Regions from separate parts of the Arachis hypogaea genome. Here region 2 is linked to region 1. Evidence: chromatin contacts called from public Hi-C data. All regions are on one chromosome and are shown on one strand. Each heading gives the region's core, a stretch centred on a gene start, on an enhancer-like site or on the middle of the called end of the contact. The rest is flanking DNA. Distances are from core to core; before and after follow the strand shown. Region 1 has its middle 13 kb from the start of LOC112751380. Region 2 holds the start of LOC112751401 (senescence associated gene 20).

What was found. A called contact is a pair of places that touch in the nucleus more often than the background predicts.
Region 2: a Hi-C map of an unstated tissue shows a contact between it and region 1, with 4 times the contacts expected there. The contact joins the promoter of LOC112751401 here to the enhancer-like site in region 1. A contact is called at or near these places in 2 of 8 Hi-C or Micro-C datasets (leaf and an unstated tissue).

Annotation. Positions count from the first base shown.
Region 1 is chr2:92,848,544-92,854,803 of arahy.Tifrunner.gnm2.J5K5, reverse strand. No RefSeq gene overlaps it. Among protein-coding and RNA genes, the nearest start is that of LOC112751380, 13 kb to the right of the region's middle. Within about 2 kb of position 3,418, at least 2 of the 3 cell types and tissues checked have open chromatin away from gene starts, as enhancers often do.
Region 2 is chr2:92,921,980-92,928,239 of arahy.Tifrunner.gnm2.J5K5, reverse strand. LOC112751401 (senescence associated gene 20) reads right to left here and starts at 3,480. Exons shown (of 1, transcript XM_025800535.2): 1 at 3,010-3,480. The coding sequence starts at 3,480. The coding sequence ends at 3,010. LOC112751410 reads left to right here. Exons shown (of 3, transcript XM_025800563.3): 2 at 204-1,191; 3 at 1,327-1,828. The coding sequence starts at 228. The coding sequence ends at 1,688.

The DNA.
Region 1 (6,260 bases), core at 2,169-4,668:
CTGGCTTAGGCTCAGTTTGTGTAAACAACTTAATTAAGTTATTTTTGAAGAAATAGGTTAAACAATAAATACTTATATTAAAAATAACTTATAAATAAGTTATTTTGTATTTGATTTTTTAGTTCTAAAAGTACTTATTTTAAGAGAAAAATAATAAAAAAACTTTTTATTATGAGAGGAGTTATTTTTTTTAACTTCTCCTTAAACACTAAAATAACTTTTTAAAAAGTTACAATTTTATTTTAAAAATTATACCAGACATTAATACTACACTTTTTCATAAGTTAAAAATTAAAAAAAGTCACTTATAAACATAACCAAACGGACCCTTAATACTGCCATTTATCCTAATTTTACAAAAATTTTCACCTTAAAAATCACAAGTTTAAAAAAATAAAAAAGTTATGTATCTAAATTTTTTACTTAATCAAATCCAACCAAATAAAATTAATACATCTCAAGATTTACCCATCACTTTTTTTTCAATTGAAACGAAAATGCAAAAAAAAAAGTATATGAAACCAACTCCAAATCAGTCAAGAATGGAATCACTTAATTAATTATAAATATAGTAATTAGTTTTATTTATTTATGATTTAAAATTTAGAAAAGTATATGGAACCAACTCCAAATCAGCCAAAAATAAAACAACTGTCAGAAAACAGATTTAAAATCATCCAATTTAAAAAAAAAACATTCTAATACCTAACATAAACACCATCTACATAAAAATTTTAGATTCATTCAGAAACATTTAATTGATTTTTGACTGAAACCATCGTAATTTTTGGCTCTTTTTTTTCCCTCCTCTTTCTATTTTTTTTCTTTAACTTTCTCTTCCTTCATATCATCAACATCATCATCTTTTTTTAATTCTGTTTTTGTTTTAAGTAAGACAATAAAAAAGAAAAAAGAAAAAGAAACAGCCAAATAAGTTATTGTTAATAAGAAACTGTTGCATCAAGTCCAGAACTTTGATAAATTTCGATTAAAAAATTTTTACGTTTTAGTTAAAAAATTTCAGTGTCAAAATTAAAAAAAATTTGTATCGCAATTAAGAAATTTTGATGTTATATTTTTTTATTTTATATTATTTTTTCAAACAACTCATCCTCGCTCCTTCTCTTTCTTATTTTTTATAGTTCTTCTTATTTCACACTCTTATAATTCTTCTTGTGTCATTATCTATTAAAAAGAATAATAAAAAAATAAAATCAAATAATAAAAAAATAAAATGAAAGAATTATGTAAATTTTTACTTTTTTTTATTTTTTTTTATAATAAACACAAAAAAATTTTAAGAAAAAATATGTAACTTTATATATAAAAACACAAAAATTTTATAGGAAGAAAAAGAAACAAAAGAAATTATAGCATCAAGTACAGAATTTTGAGAAAATTTAATGTCAAAATTAAAAAAATTTTATACTCAAATTAAGAAATTTTGGCATTATTTTTACATAAAAAATAAGAAGTATAATTCATGCATATACGTTTGAGTAATTTTTATGATAGATTTTATGGTGCCTTTTATTGTTATGCCTAAATTGCCTAAATTATTTTTATAGGTAAAAAATAAAATGTATAAAGTAAAAATAAAATAATTAAAGTTTATTAAATATTATTTTTTTGCCTTCTTTAGTAAGTTAGGCATCATAATTTAGACACCATAGCATTCACCAATTTTTATTAGATTTTGAATATTACTTAAACTTAATTGATAAAAATACTCAGATATACGATGAGACTGTTAAAAAATACATAAGGATCTAATTATTTTCTTAGTGGTATTCACGTCATTGGTTAAATCTTTAGTAACCTCTCTCGTTATCGCCAATGAGTAATAATTTAAATGACATAATCTTTTTATACTCAATTAAGAGGTTGCGGATTCGAGTCTTCTATCTTTGGTAAAATAAAAAAAAAACCTCCCTCGTTATCAAAGTTTTACTAACCATTGTAAGCACTAAATGCATGCAGCACCTCGTTTCTAGCCTATAGGATAGGAATTTGCACGTCCAATAATATGGAAGATCATGTGATATCCACATGTGTTCCTAAAGTTATACTTAATCACAACTCAAAATGGATATATATTAGAGACGAAATTGATGAGTCTGATCAAAGTAGTATGTACCTACTTTAACTTTTTAATCAATTATTAATTGTCTTAGATTTGAGCGAGTAATAATCATGAAAAAAAAGAATCTTGTTAAAAGACATAATAGTAAGACTCTTCTTGATTATAATAATATCCCATAAATAGATAATGGATGGATTTAATCGTTTTATAAAACTATTTATTATAGGAAAAACTTGAGTATATATATATATATATATATATATATATATATATATATATATATAATTGTCTTAAACGTGAATTTTACATTGATCTTTCTTTTTCTTTTTATATAAATTTTTTTATCAATTTTTTTAAATAACAATAATTAAACTATGAATTTTTTTTTGTCATAAAAATTATAATAATAACATGTCATGAATTTACTTATCCTAAATATTTAAGTTATTAAGTAGAAGAACATGTATTAGAGATATAATAATTATTTCTATAATTTTTATCAATTTAAATTTTTAAAATAAATAATTTTATGATATTAATTAAATATATAATTATTATTCATGTGTCTCTACCTATCAACTTAACTTTTTGAGATGAATAATTTTTTGATATAATAAAAAAACTTATAACAAAAAAATTTGAAATTATTTTTAAAAAATGAAATTCAACATAAATAAAAAACTAAAAAGAATAAAAAAAATATACATCTCACATACTTCAAATCTAAAAAGAGACTCTTGTGTTATCGATAGAATATATATATATTAAAGATATAATTATTCATATATCTTTTTTTATTTTTTAAAATGAACTTTTGAGATAAATAATATTATAACAATATGAATTATTATAACACTAACCAATTTAGATTGAACAAATAATTAACTCAGTGATTTATTTAAATAAGTGTTGAAATTTAAATCCTATTTTGCATGAATGCAGCAACTCATTACCTAATAATAAAACTTTAAATGAAGTTCTAATCTACAAGAGATTAGTCCTTAACTATTCTAGAAGATACAATAGACAATCAAAAAGAAAAAATTATCTAACACACCAAAATATACATGGCATCAACCTATTGGAGATGAACACACATTGCTTCACATACATGGTCCATCAAGTAAATCTCTCTTAAATTTGTTATGATTGGAGTGGAGCCCTTTCCCTCGAGGGTCCAAATCTTTTGTTCCACACGTACACCTAACAATGTGATCCATATTATTTCATTTTGGGTTAAATTTAAAATAGATAAAAGGACAATGATTCTTTGTATATAGGCATCATTGCAATTAAGAGTCACAGTTGGATCCAACCATGTATAGAAACTTCTCTATAGAGTTCATGGGTTTTGGACATTCTTCTCTTCCTCTATGTTCAATCAATGATTCAGCATAGCCCACAAGAAATTATGAAAATTTATTGATATATAGAACAACAGTCTCTGAAAAAAGTTTATGGATGAGAATTGAGAAATTAAACCATCACCTTTATTGTCCTTTATGTAGAGCTAGTCTCTTGAAGTCATATACATAACTAACATCTATTATTTTAGAAACATTTTTTAAATTTAATTTATTAATATATCTATCATTCTTGCATTTTACTTTTAATTATGATATACAATATACAATATTTACATTATAAATTAGTTATAAAATAATAAGTAGAATTATATATATAAGATATAACACATGTTTGGAGCATAAGTACTGAAATTTTTTCAGTCATATAAAAATACTATATATATATATATATATTGGTAAGATTTAAACATGGAAATAAAATCCATTATGTTTGACATGCATTAATGGTTTCTCATATGGCCCTTAGCCTCATAGCTCCAAATTATTGGTCTATTAGTACAAGTTAGATGATTGAGAGGACTGTGGGTAGGAGAAGGATCACTTTCAATCCAGAGGAACTTGATTGTGCAATTTTCTTGTATATGTATGTAGACCCTATCTAATTGGTAGGGCATTGTATTATTATATTTATATATTTTTATCCTTGAGTTTTCAAATATTTCCACCTTATTGAATGATTATTGGAAATAGGTATTTCTTATGAAATATTTCATTAAAGAATATTAAATATATATAGGAATCAATTTTTAAAAATTAGTTAATATTAATAAATTTTTTTATTATAAACTTTTTTAACTCTATTTTTTAAAGATCTAGAGATTAGGTTTTGGACTTAAGGTTTACAATTTAATATTTAGAATTTAAAAAAAATAATTGATTTTAACTAAAAGAAATTAATTTTCTAATTCAACTCTTCAATAAAATATATCTTTTGTCTTTATCATTTGTAAAAAAAATTTAAAAATATTTTTAACGTTTAATTTGTACAAATTTTATTTTTTAACATATAAAATACGTTTTATTTTTATCCTTATCCATTAACTTCGTTGTCTACTAACAATAATTCAATCAAGGATAACTTTGAAACATAAACCAAAGTTGATAATAAAAATGGTTACCAATTTTCGAGTTTGGGACAGTTTTAAATCATATATTGACATACATGGTTAACGCATAAGAATAAAACAAAAACATATTTCAATTGTTGAGAGTAATAAATTAAACGCTAGAAGGAGGGGGGCGGAGCTACATGAAAACAGAAATGTTGGGCCGACCGTAGAGAGCTCTCGACAACCGGGGAGACTTCGGGGAGGAATCAAGCGAGAGAACATAAGATGAGAAGACACCACATCTAACTCAAAACCTTAAGGTGTCAAGTTAATGGGTCTCTCATCTTATAAACTCCTCACTCTTCCATGCTACTTCAACACTCCTCACACTTGCAACACTAACAATCTCCCCCTCAAGTGTGAGCCTTCACATCAAGCATCAACTCCCCTCTAGCTCCTCCACCACCACGAGTATTCGTCCATCACACCGCCGCAAAACACCGCGGGACACACCGCCCGGACCACCTTTGCGGGGAAGACTTTCGATGCTTCACCTTGAATACCCCTTAAAACCACCAGACCGATTAACCATCGGCTCTGATACCACTTGTTGGGCCGACCGTGGAGAGCTCTCGACAACCGGGGAGACTTCGGGGAGGAATCAAGCGAGAGAACATAAGATGAGAAGACACCACATCTAACTCAAAACCTTAAGGTGTCAAGTTAATGGGTCTCTCATCTTATAAACTCCTCACTCTTCCATGCTTTCTTAGATGTGGGACTAACTTCAACACTCCTCACACTTGCAACACTAACAATCGTTAACCTTGTTGATAATAGCACTAGTTGGGTGATTGATAGCGGTGCTTCTATTCATGTTACATCTAGAAGGGATTTGTTTACGTCCTATACTCCTGGTGATTTTGGTGATGTGAAAATGGCTCATCAAGGTGTTGCAAAATGTGCTGGTGTTGGACAGGTTTGCTTAGAAACCTCCAACGGTACCAAGTTGACTTTGAAGCGTGTGAAGCATGTTCCGGATATTCGGTTGAACTTACTTTCTGTTGGTAAGTTGTGTGATGAAGACTTGGATAGCTCATTTTCTCGTGATAGCTGGAAGCTCACCAAGGGTTCCATGGTTGTTGCTAGAGGTACAAGACACTCTACTCTTTATTTAACTCAAACAAAGATTGTGAAAGATGTTGTTAATGCTGCTGAGTTTGTTGATGAAACTGATTTATGGCATAAGAGATTATGTCATATGAGTGAGAAGGGTATGAATATGTTATCCAAGAGAAATCTTTTATCTGGTTGTAAGGTTGCTTTGCAAAAGTGCAATCATTGTTTTGCTGGAAAACAAAACAGGGTCTCTTTTAAGAGCCATCCACCTTCAAGGAAGCCGGAGATACTTGATTTGGTGCATTCTGATGTATGTGGGCCGATGAAGACAAGAACACTTGGAGGGTCTATCTATTTTGTAACCTTTATTGATGATCATTCCAGGAAATTATGGGTTTACACTTTGAAGACCAAAGATCAAGTTTTGAATGTGTTCAAGCAATTTCAAGCTTCTGTTGAAAGAGAAACTGGGAAGAAGTTGAAATGCATTCGTACTGACAATGGTGGTGAGTACTCAGGTCCATTTGATGCTTATTGTAAAGAGCATGGTATAAGACATCAGAAGACTCCTCCAAAAACTTCTCAGTTGAATGGCTTGGCTGAAAGGATGAACAGAACATTGGTTGAAAGAGTTAGGTGCTT
Region 2 (6,260 bases), core at 2,231-4,730, 73 kb before region 1:
GTTTAGGGACTAAATTGAGACAATTAAAACTTTAAGAACTAAATTGAAACTCAAGTGTAACTTCAAGGACTAAATTAAGTATTTTCTCTACTTTATCCTCTCTGAACCTCAAACTTGCACAAGTAATGCTTCTTGGAATAGCATCCACTTTTGGAGGTTTCATTCAGTCAGCTTTGAATCTTTCATGGACTTCTTCAATGCAGATAATCAGGTCATTATTATGTCTCATGCTAGTGATTGGACAAAGCTTGCAAGAAACAACCTTGGATGAAACTCAAAACCCAAATGGTTTTGTTGAGGTTAATGATGAAAGGCTTCATCAAAAACTGAACAACAGAATGTTGAGAATTATTTCCAACATGTTCAAACCTCAGAGACTGATTTCACATTTTTTACAGGAAAATCTTATGAATCCTTTCAAGAATGCTATTTTTTCCAAGAAGATTGATTGGTCATGTATTAGCACAACTTGCAAGCAATGGATCAAGAATCCCTTGAACATGGCACTTCTTCTATGGATAACTTGTGTCATCGTCTCCGGCGCGATTCTCTTCCTAGTTATGACAGGAATGCTAAACAGAATCCTCACCAAGAAATCCCAAAGAGATGAATGGTTTGAAGCAAACAACCAAATCCTCAATGCTCTATTCACTCTCATGTGTCTATATCAACATCCAAAGAGATTCTACCATCTTGTTCTTCTTCTTAGGTGGAAACAAGAAGACATAACAATCCTCAGAAACTTGTATTGCAAGAATGGAAATCCCAAGCCTCATGAATTTTTTCACATGATGGTTGTTATTGTGTTACTCCATGTTAATTGCTTTGCTCAATATGCATTATGCAGCCTTAATTTAGGGTTCGACCGGTCTAAAAGGCCGGCCGTTGCAGTTGGTATATGCATCTCAATCGCAATTGCTGCTCCGATTTTCACAGGACTATACTGCTTTGTTAGCCCTCTAGGCAAGGAATATGAATCTGATGAAGTATATTGTTCAACCGGTTCAAGATTACCGTCCGAAACGAGCTTTTCTTTTGCATCAAGAAATGATCATGGCCTTGTTGTTATTGAGTATGCACCTGAATGGAGAGGAGGACTATTTGATCTTAAGCAAAATCTTTCTGTTGCATACCAAACACTCTTCTGTGGTTTTTGCACTTTTGGAAGGAACATGAAAAGGCTTCACTTTGGTAACATTTATGTTCACATTTCAACTTTTTTTCTATTTTGTATGGCACCCTTTTGCATCTTTAATCTTGCTGCATTGCACATTGATGATGAGAATCTAAGAAGAATCATGGGGTTCATTGGTATATTGCTTTCAGTTTTTGGTTTACTCTATGGTGGATATTGGAGGATTCAAATGAGGAGAAGATTCAATTTGCCACCAAATAATAATAATAAACTTTGTTGTGGGAATCAAAATGTTAGTGATTGCATGCAATGGCTATTCTGTTGTTGGTGTTCTCTTGCACAAGAAGTTAGAACAGTGGAATTCTATGACATAGTTGAAGATGAATTTTCATGCAAAAGTCAGAATCATGAAATGTTCAATTCTTCTTCACTTTGGAGCAGTCCTAGTTTGTCTAATAAGGTTTGGTCTGAAGAGAAACAGAAAAATCATGTTATGGAGGCTCCAATTGCACTGAGAATTAATGTGGAAGATAATGTCATTAGAAGAACATGAGGAGGGAAAATTTCGTGTTATGTATACATGTCTAGTTTCAACAAATATATCAGTGACTGATTTTAGTAGTTAATTTAATGTATAAATAGTATTTTTATTCATTATTAAAGAGAAAAAGGACACTCCGTGAAATCTCATAACCATTGATTTTTTTTTGGCTTTCCTAAATTATATAAAAAAATTAAGAAAAAACAGTCCAATTATATTAAAATTCCTTCCAAAAAGAAGTCAAAAAGTTCTATATGTTCAGTTGGCCTAAAGAACAATAATTGTGTCCTACAGAAAAGTGTAGTTATGTCCTTAATTAATAGGAATTAGGAAGCTTGTTGAATCCAATGATTCCCCTTTTCAATAATTCAATTATTCGCCTTTCCTAAAGAAGCAACAAAAGTTCAGAATTATTGCTTGGTTGGCATTTTAACAAAAATAATACTCTGAATATTACATACAAAAGGTAATTCACAAATTACAAAAAGACATTTTCTTTTTATTTTTATATATCCGCCAAAATTTAGGCACCATTTTCGAGACAAAATTGGCCAAATTAACTAATTTATTAAAAAATGTGGCCCCATTTTGTGACCCCTTTGGCTCTTCATCAAAGTCAAATAAGGCTTCTGCATTTGCAATTTGCTTAGATTTTTTGTTCATTTCTATTGCATTGATGTTACCGCCAAGTACCATTGTCATTCCAGAAGGAGGAAGAGGCAACGCAACAAATTAAATAAATTAAACAAAGCAATGACATGAAAAACACACATTTTGATTTTGGTTTAAATTAACTATTATTTTTATTAGAAAGTAATGTTATTTGTATTATTATGAGAAAAAGACACAAAATTATACTTCTATTGCTTTTATTTTATAAGAAAATTGTTCAATTTTTTTGTCGACTCAAACACTAGGAAACAATAAACATAGAGACATGAAAGTGATGTCTTATTTTTGTCTCAATATCTTTATGTTTATTTTGAATTACTTGCCAAATACAATATTAAAATTTAGTAATTTACTTTAATTTTTATTCTAAAAATTAACATTGTCCATAATCCACAACCTAAATATATGCATGAAAATTCATTCTAGTTGGGCAAAACTACTACATTTATGTTTAACCCATGTAGACTATAGGGGCCACAATCATATGACAAAATCAAGTACACACAAGTTGCACAACCATAACTTGTACCTAAAAAATTATGATACATTTTTCAATTGAGACTTCTTAGAACTATGGCAAGTTCAAAAGTTACATTTTTATAAATTTTTTTCTCAAATTACAGTCTAAAAATTATAGACAAAAAATCTAAATAAATACGTACTAAATGGCTAGAACCAGCCCCGGAAGTGACCTACGATACAAATCGCGAGGCTGGCTCTGCCAGAGAGTCAAGCTATTTTGCTTGATCTCCCACCTTGGAGGACTCAAATCCCTAACAACAAGCCATGTGTTGAAATACTCCCTAAATTGAGTTATCAAGCCATTCTTCAATGTCCAAACATGAACCCAATAGGCTTGTCCTTCCCACCCTTCAGTGATAACACAATCTCCTATGGATGTGAAGCTTCTAGGCTCAAACTTGAAGCCTTTGTTGTGTGCTGTTTCACCAGTGAGGACCTTCATCATGTGTTGGCATTCTGGGGGGCCATGGAACCACCATTCAAGATCACTTGCTAGCACCTTTGAAACCATTTCCATTTGCCCTTCTCCAAGAAGTGCCTTGTATAGAGACTCAACTATGGATTTGTTTTCAACACAAGAGCCTTCATCATACTTGTTTTTTGGTGCCATTTCTTAGTTTCCTATATGGAAATTAAGGGGCTAATAATATGTGCCTCTCTTTTTGGATATAGGAAGTGGCTCTAATTAGTTTCTTGTGTGCATGGAGAACATGGCTTTGGATTCATGTATATTTATAGGCCTAAAGAGGGAGATATATGTCCAATTCTTAGTACCTTAGCTTTTTGTGGAAGGAATTGAATAATAAATTATTGGGGGTATTAACTAATAAGACTGAATTTCAAATTTTAGTTTTGTAACTCAATTTATTTATTTTTATACCTATATTATTTTGCATTTTTTTTTCTTTTATATTTAAGTCTAGATTTGGCTAGTATAAAATTAGTCAAAGTGCCAGAGTATAGTACTCTCTAAAAATTAACTTATTATAAAAGGTAAAAAAAGAAAATATGATAAATTTTAAATTATAAATTATAAATCATAAATCTAAAATGATTGATATAAAATATAATAAATAGAAAGTTAAAATTTGTTTAACTAACAAAAATACAGTACTTTTTATTCACTACTAAGGTATATATAAAGATGAGACATAAAAATAATAGGCGCATTAAATTATGAAAATGAAAAAAAAATATTAAAAAACTTTAAAGTTTGATTCATGATAGATTAATTAAATTTCTAGTAATAGAACCTGAATGCTAATAATTATATTAGAATAAAAAAATTATTCACAGATAAAAAAAACTTAGAAAATAAACTTGGCTATGAAGAAACTAACTGTAGAAGACCAATGAACCAAGTTAATTCTAACAAAAAAAAAAAAAACTATTGTTTCAAAACTAAACTAATTTACATCTCCTGAAATATGAAATTCATATATGGATAAATAGATGGATAGATTTAATATTTTTTTTCTCTTATTGAATTATATATACACACCGGAGATTGATGATTACTTTTATGATGTGACGATTGGACGAGGGTGTGGGATAGATGATTAGGTCCTGGAACTAATTATTATAGCTGTGATTAATGTTGCACGTGTGAAGTGACAAATTAGAATCTGTCATCACACCCAAATTCACGTATAAACGCCAATCATATGCTATTGCAATTAAGCTCTCGAATAATGCATTTGTATGACATGTTGATAATAACGATGTGAAAACCATATGGTGTGGATATTTTCTAGAATGCCAACTCTACCCTTAGTTTGCCTCCTCATTTTTCTAAACAAACAATTCCATTTCAATCGACTCAGATTATTATTTTGAAAATTTAGGGACAGTAACTTTTGTATTTTTTTTTACCATTAAAATAAAAGTGAGTAATCTTTTATTATTAAATATAATTTCACACAATTAAAAACATTATTGATAGCCAATTAATAATTATAAAACACTAAAATTACTGATCCCTAACATTCTTCATTTATTTTTAAAAAGAAATGAGGTTTAATTTTCTTTTTTTATTTTTAATGGAACTTCATATTTAAATTTAAGGAGAGCGATGTTGTAATTCCCAAATTTTTTTACATCACTTTTTTGTGTAATTTTTTTAAATTTTTGTTTTATTTTTATTATTTTAATTTTTAGAATAAACACCAACATAATTACTGTCCATTTTAAAATAGGACAAGATGATTTTTGTGCAATAAATTACATCGATCCGGCTTTTGTTCTTGACAAAAGTGAGACAAGACGGCTCTTCCGTTATAACCACTCACCAAAGTTGACGGAAAAGTCTTATGTGACATTCACCGGCGCTGATGTGGAGGGTTACTCAGAGTTAAGTGCCACGTTGACTTAGGGAGAATAGACATGGGTCAATTTGTCCCCCTCCATTCTTTAAAAACGACGTCGTTTTCTGGTTCTCTATTGAAACAAAACCTAATAAGGTCACATATAACCCCCCAAGCCGTAACCCTTATTTATAGAAATAATACCAAACCCTTGTCCTCTTCTTCACCCAAAACAAGAAATGTTCGACGGAGCACCTGGCGGTTGTGTTGAGTGTGTGCTGACAAGGCCGTTGACAGGCTCCCAAACGACAACTGTAACTGCACAATTGACGGTGTCATTGACGGCGTTGAGTAGAGGCAGCTGATGTTACCATCCAAGTTGGTGTAAGGTTTTATAATTTCAAAGTTTAGCAGTATTCACTCTTTTTTCCAATTGCATATTGATGTTGGAATGTTCATTGAATGTGTTTTTTTTTGTGCATGAATGGTATTCTAAAGCTGGCTAATTAATTTGTTACCTAAATAATAATGTTGCTTGTGATTGGTTTAGATCACTGTTATAGTTGGATAACTAGTGTGTTGAAATGAAATTTGATTAGATGTACATATTTACAGATGGATGAATTTGAAGTAGTTCCTATTTTTCATTATGAAAGGAATTTCAAGAGAAATTCACAAGGTGAAATGGATTATTTAATGAAAATTTGAAGAAATGGTCACCTCTTGATATTGATTTAGTGAACTTCTTCGATCTAAAAGTTTTATTGAGAGAGTTTGGTTACACAAATTACAAGACCATGTATTGGTTTGATAACATGATCCTTAACTTTGAGTTTGGTTTGCATGTAATGAAGGGTGATGTTGAGATAAATGAAATGAGGGATAACAAGAATAGAAATAAGGAAACTAATAAAATTCACATCTACTTTGATCATCCAGTTAGTGTACCTGAAATTGTGGATAATGAAGAGTAAGTTGAGAATGTTATTCTGAGTGACTCATCATCTTCAAGTGATGGATATGAAACAACTGAAGATGAGTCTTACAAACCTCCTCTTCCTGGATATGAAGATGCAGATAGTAGTGA